Linked DNA regions of Mus musculus: region 2 is linked to region 1. A link is a contact called in public promoter capture Hi-C data. All regions are on one chromosome and are shown on one strand. The core of a region is the stretch at or near the end of the contact, and the rest is flanking DNA. Distances in the headings are between cores, read along the strand shown. Region 1 has its middle 28 kb from the start of Znrf2. Region 2 overlaps Nod1 (nucleotide-binding oligomerization domain containing 1).

What was found. Capture Hi-C pulls out chosen DNA fragments and counts their contacts.
Region 2: a contact with region 1 is called in a promoter capture Hi-C map of liver. The contact joins two enhancer-like sites. A contact is called at or near these places in 2 of 484 Hi-C or Micro-C datasets (embryonic stem cells and nephron progenitors), 1 of 115 datasets of contacts at active chromatin or transcription factors (CD8 T cells) and 3 of 9 other capture datasets (adipose tissue, liver and pancreatic islet).

The regions. Positions count from the first base shown.
Region 1 is chr6:54,788,077-54,790,604 of GRCm38.p6, forward strand. No RefSeq gene overlaps it. Among named protein-coding and RNA genes, the nearest start is that of Znrf2, 28 kb to the right of the region's middle. Within about 2 kb of position 1,270, at least 19 of the 459 cell types and tissues checked have an H3K27ac peak or open chromatin away from gene starts, as enhancers often do. A contact at or near this core is called in liver, where this site is marked.
Region 2 is chr6:54,933,217-54,935,744 of GRCm38.p6, forward strand. It overlaps Nod1 (nucleotide-binding oligomerization domain containing 1), which reads right to left. Exons shown (of 12, transcript NM_172729.3): 8 at 1,179-1,262; 9 at 344-427. Among named protein-coding and RNA genes, the nearest start is that of Nod1, 38 kb to the right of the region's middle. Within about 2 kb of position 1,260, at least 54 of the 459 cell types and tissues checked have an H3K27ac peak or open chromatin away from gene starts, as enhancers often do. A contact at or near this core is called in liver, where this site is marked.

The sequences.
Region 1 (2,528 bases), core at 20-2,519:
CTGACATACGTGCTTTGGGTACATATCGAGGAAGGGCATAGCCAAGTCACATAGCAGTTTATTTTAGTTTTATGTCACAGTGGAGGGACAGATGTCAGCAGCAGAAAACATAGGCATTTTTAAATGGCTAATTTGACCTACAATTGTTTGCCAGCAGTGGGGCTTTGACGCACTATGAACCTTTCTTTATGTGAACTTTAGTCGTTTTACGTTGCACATTGGTGACAGTAGACCTTAGAATATGAAGCCCAACTGCATAAACTTCAGGTTGAGATAGCAAAATTTATACTCACTCCTATCTTGTAATGGGAGAGTTTTCTGTTTCCTCTTTGGCAGAATAACAATCAAATTCAATATCTTTTTGCCAGTGTCATGCTCCGTTTCCCATGCCATAATACACACGTACTATAGGATTGGTTATTTACTATGAAAAACAGTCTATTTATCTTGCTGCCCTGGAAGTTGAGAAGTCCAAGAATGTGGTGCCAGCCTCTGGTCAGTATGTGACGAGGGCCTGTGCTGCATTATAAGAAGGTAGATGGCGTCACATGGTGAGTCAGACACAGCCACCACTAGCGAGCTCCCCCACAACAGCATTGCTCTTGAGATTACCCTTTAAGGATCTTGGAATGAATCCATCCACTCATGAAAGCAGAGACCTCCTGGTCCCATTGTTTCCTAAAGACTCCACCTTCCAACCTCACCACGTGTGTTTCAAACCATATTCAAACCGCAGCTGCTGGGCAAGTGTGCCTGCCGCTCTGGGCTTCAGTTTCTCTCTCTGAAGATAGGTTTATTACCTTTGTTTACTTTACTTCTTAGTAGACACTGTAATTTAACTTGTTGATATCGGTAACATCCAAGTCTCTCACATACACAAAAAATATATAAAAGTAACTGTCAGACAATTAATTAATGAAACCATAATTTCTAGGACCTTGTGATATTTATTATTTTTAGCTATTTTTAAATTTCATATTTATAGCTGTAAAAATAATCATCCCAATGTGAGCTTTAAAAAAATAATTGACTAGAGGTGACATATTTTGGGAAACATAATAGAGGTGTTAAGCACTCTTCCTGTCTGAATTGATGCTGGGAGGTTTTGAGTGCCCGCACCTGCTTTGTTTGTCTTTCCTGGTGGGTACACAGGAGCTGAGCAGGTTACTCTACTTTCTATCCTGTATTCACCACTATTCCACAGTACTACCGTGCCTTAGCTTTATCTATTGCGAAATGGAAACTGAACTAGTATCTGTGTGTCTTGAGGAATTTGGCAAAGGATGTTGAAACTTTTTACCAGGCCAGTTTATGCCCTACCTGACCTCTGCTCACCAGAGGTTTGCAACACTTCTCTTATAGGGGCCCCGGGAAGGTGTCTAGAATAAGGCACTAATTAACCCTGTTCTGTGCCTAGTTACTTCAAAGCTGTGGCTCCCAAAGGACCAAGTCTACACTGTGTTGCTGGAATCTCCAACCCCAAATAAGCCCATATAAAAAAACCCACACAATCCAGTTATTATAATTATAAGCTATATGCCTAGATTGGACAGGCCTAACACTATACTAACTTATTCCCCAGCTATAAGACCCCCTTGCTACTACTTGTGATTTCTCCTGGACACTTGGTTCTGCTCCATCGAGGCTTCCTTCTCCTCTTCCTTCATCCTCTCTTCTTCTCCTCTGGTCCTCTTCTGCCTCCCTACCTGCCCCTATTCACAAACCTCCAGTCCTACTTTTCTCCTCCACTGCCCAATCACAGGCTCTAGTTTGTTTGTTTTTTGTTTGTTTGTTTTCCTAGTCTTTATTGACCAGTTAAAATGGGGAGAAGGTTCACATGAGGTCACCTGAGTATGTACTCTTGGGGCAACCCCTCTTGAGGAAGCAGAATTAACATCAGAATAAAACAGCATCAGACCAACCCACAAAAATACTGCCCTATTCGGAGGCCAAAGAAGACACTCAAGATAAATATGTCAAGTATATTTCTGTGTGAACGTGCACCTTACTATTGGCTGTCCTTTCTCATATTATTTTTGGTGTTCAATTTTTAATATCCGTACAATGTGTTCATGTATAAAATTCTAAATTCTGCTTGGTAACAGTGAGCTGAAGGACAGCCCTGGAGTCTCTAGGTCTTCTGTGACCTGTTTTTGTCAGTCAATGATTAACTGACTTTGGTTTGCAGAGATAACACAAAGCTTTGGAAATTTACCCGGCTTTTGATGGTAGAATTGATTGAGGGCATACATCCTGTGTGAATTTCTAAGTATATGAGGCTTCCATGTCCACTGCTGCAGTAAATCCTCTTAAGAGCGATATGATATTGGAAACCCTGTGGTTATTTAAAATAGCAGACATCAGACACTCAGAGAGCACAAGTCACTGGATCAGGATTCCTAGCACTCAAGCAACCAAGTCTGGATTTGAACTAAGCCCAAAGCTCATGGTCTTCAAATTGTATTAACCTGGTCCTCAAAAACAAGCTGCAAAGCATGAATTTCCATGTAGGGTGCACTTTCTTCTGT
Region 2 (2,528 bases), core at 10-2,509, 150 kb after region 1:
GAGGAAGGTGGGGAAGGGGAGGGAGGGGAGAAAGGAGGAGGGTGGGAAGGAAGGAGGAGGGAGGGGAGGAAGGAGGAGGGAGGGGAGGAAGGGGAGGTGCCTTTGGGCCAGGCGTGTGAAAGCTGGGCCTGTTTTGAGGGGACTTCTGGCACCTTCAGCTAAGCTGAGAGTAGGTGGCAAAGCCTGCTTCATCCCTGTGGTGGGCCCGGGTTTGTGGAAATAGCTGGGAGAGATTTAATTCACCTTTTAAATAAAGAAGTGCTTTTCAGTTCTGAGTTCATAACCCGTGCAACCTCGGCAATAATGACCAGACCCAACCCTCAAAAATGACTCAAAATGTTACCAGATTACTGTCAGTGTGGTGTTCTGCTTCAGGGCCTGCGCAAGGCTCTTCCCTCCCTCCGGAGAGATGCCATTGAATGCAAGACTAGAAAGGAAGACACAGGGGACGGATTATTACAGGCCTGTCCATGGTTGGCCTTGCCGTCGACACTCAGTCACCTGGGAAGTATCTGTCTGCACACAGCACCAGGCAGGAAGCGGGGTGCTTGGCCCAACAGCAGGAGCCTGAGGGTCTGAAAAGACCTTGTAGAAACAAAGGGAGAACTCCAGGGTTTGCATCTGAGCTGACGGCCAAGGGATCCTGGTGCTCTGAAAGAGGACTGTGCCAGGCTTGTATGTGTGAGGGCATTCACAGGGCTGCTCAGACCATCTGAGAGTTTCAGAAACCCATGGAGTCTTGGACTCCTTTCCATGGTAGAGCCTATAAGACTCTAAGACTCCAAGGCTCTGGGGTCAGGCAAGGACACTAATGGATGGCTGTTCACAGGAAGGGAGGGCCCCCTCTGTCCTAGAGTCATTTGAGAAAGAGGAAGGAACGGGAACCTGCCTGCCAGTGTCCCTTCCGTTTTATCTGGGCTTGAATATTGCTCCTAGCCTCTGCCCCTACAAAGGGTGCCACATGGAGAAACTGAGGGGCTTCAGGTGTCCCGTGTCATCCTGTTGTTCACTGGGCACTTAAGAATAATGCACTTGACCAAAAACTCACACCCACTGAGGAAAACTTCAGCAAGAGAAGCCAAGTGCCAATCAATGTTGCCCTAGTAGAAAAGACAGGCACCCCCTCCCAACAGTTCCTCCCCAGGTCCCTGGAGCCCATATCTCAGAAGGCACGTTACCTGAGAGTGGTCAGGCTGGGGTGGTCCTTCAATGCCTCTGCGAAGGCCTTTGCCCCTTCGTCTCCAATCTGATTACCCCACATCCTGAAAGCAGAGGTAAGAAAAGGACTGTTCCGCGGCCACACCTCCAGCTGATGACAGCTGCCCTCTTGGTTCATTCTCAATAGGCAACTCCCAGAGCAGTTACCTCAGGCCCAGCCTGCAGCTGCCTAAGAAGCCAGCCCTGGGCTACAGTTACAGAGAGCTGTGAAAACAGCAACAGCCTTAAGTCCAGAGAGGCAGATCAGCAGGTTGCGCAGCTCGCAGCTCGAGACCAGCCTCTCTGAACTTTGAGAAGGCTCCAGTGGGAGACACTCAGCCAGCAACTGCCCTAGAAAGAAAATCCCAGGCCACTCTGAAGAGCTGTGCACAGGAGTTAGATGTTCACCCTGGATCAACTGAGGTAGCAAACGGATGGCCACTGGAGATGATTTTGGCCTCCCAGGAAGCCAAGAACTGGAGCTGTGGCTGAAACCTCACCAGCAACCTTACTTGTATGTGGCAAGAATGTTGCCAACCAGGGCCTGAGTTCCACTTCAGTCTCGGTGGATAATTAGAACACTGAAGCTGATCTCCCTGGCCAGGCAGACCTCTCAGAGGGCAAAATAAACAATCTGCCTAGTGAAAGTCTCACATCGAGCTCTGCCTCTGGGAAGAGAAATCTCAGTGGAGAACCCGCCTCCATCAGATGGACCTATAGGAAACTCTGTAAGGCTGGAGAACCCGCCTTCATCAGATGGACCTATAGGAAACTCTGTAGGGTGTGTTCTTGAGGTATGTAAGAAGGCAGGCCGGAGTGAGCCCCAGAAGCTAGCCAGTAAGTAGCAAGCCTCTGTGGTCTCTGCTTCAGGTCCTGCCTCCAGGTTCCTGCTTGAGTTCCTGCCCTGACTTTCCTCAATGATAGGCTGTGACGGGGAAAATGTTAAGCCAAACAAACCCTTCGGTCCTCTAGCTGATTCTGGCCTTAGTGTTTATCACTAAGGCCATTAAAAAAAGTAAACAAAGACAGACACCTATACTGCCTGTGCAACCTCGGGTAAGCATTTAAATGTCTTCAGCCCCAGTTTCTGAAATCCTCCGTCAAACGGGATAACAAGGGCAGCCTTTGCAGAGCATTGAGAGAGGTTGTGTGATACCATAGATGGCAGCCCTTAGAACAGTGCCTGGCCTGGAAGGGCTGGCTGTTTCCATCAGGAAGAGAGGCTCTGTCCCAGGGAACAGGATAAGCTCCCCAGTCTGCCCTCTCGAAACAGCTCCTGCCCTTCATGAAGAGCCAACAGGCTGCTTTCAGGTATGGGCTACAGGTTCCTG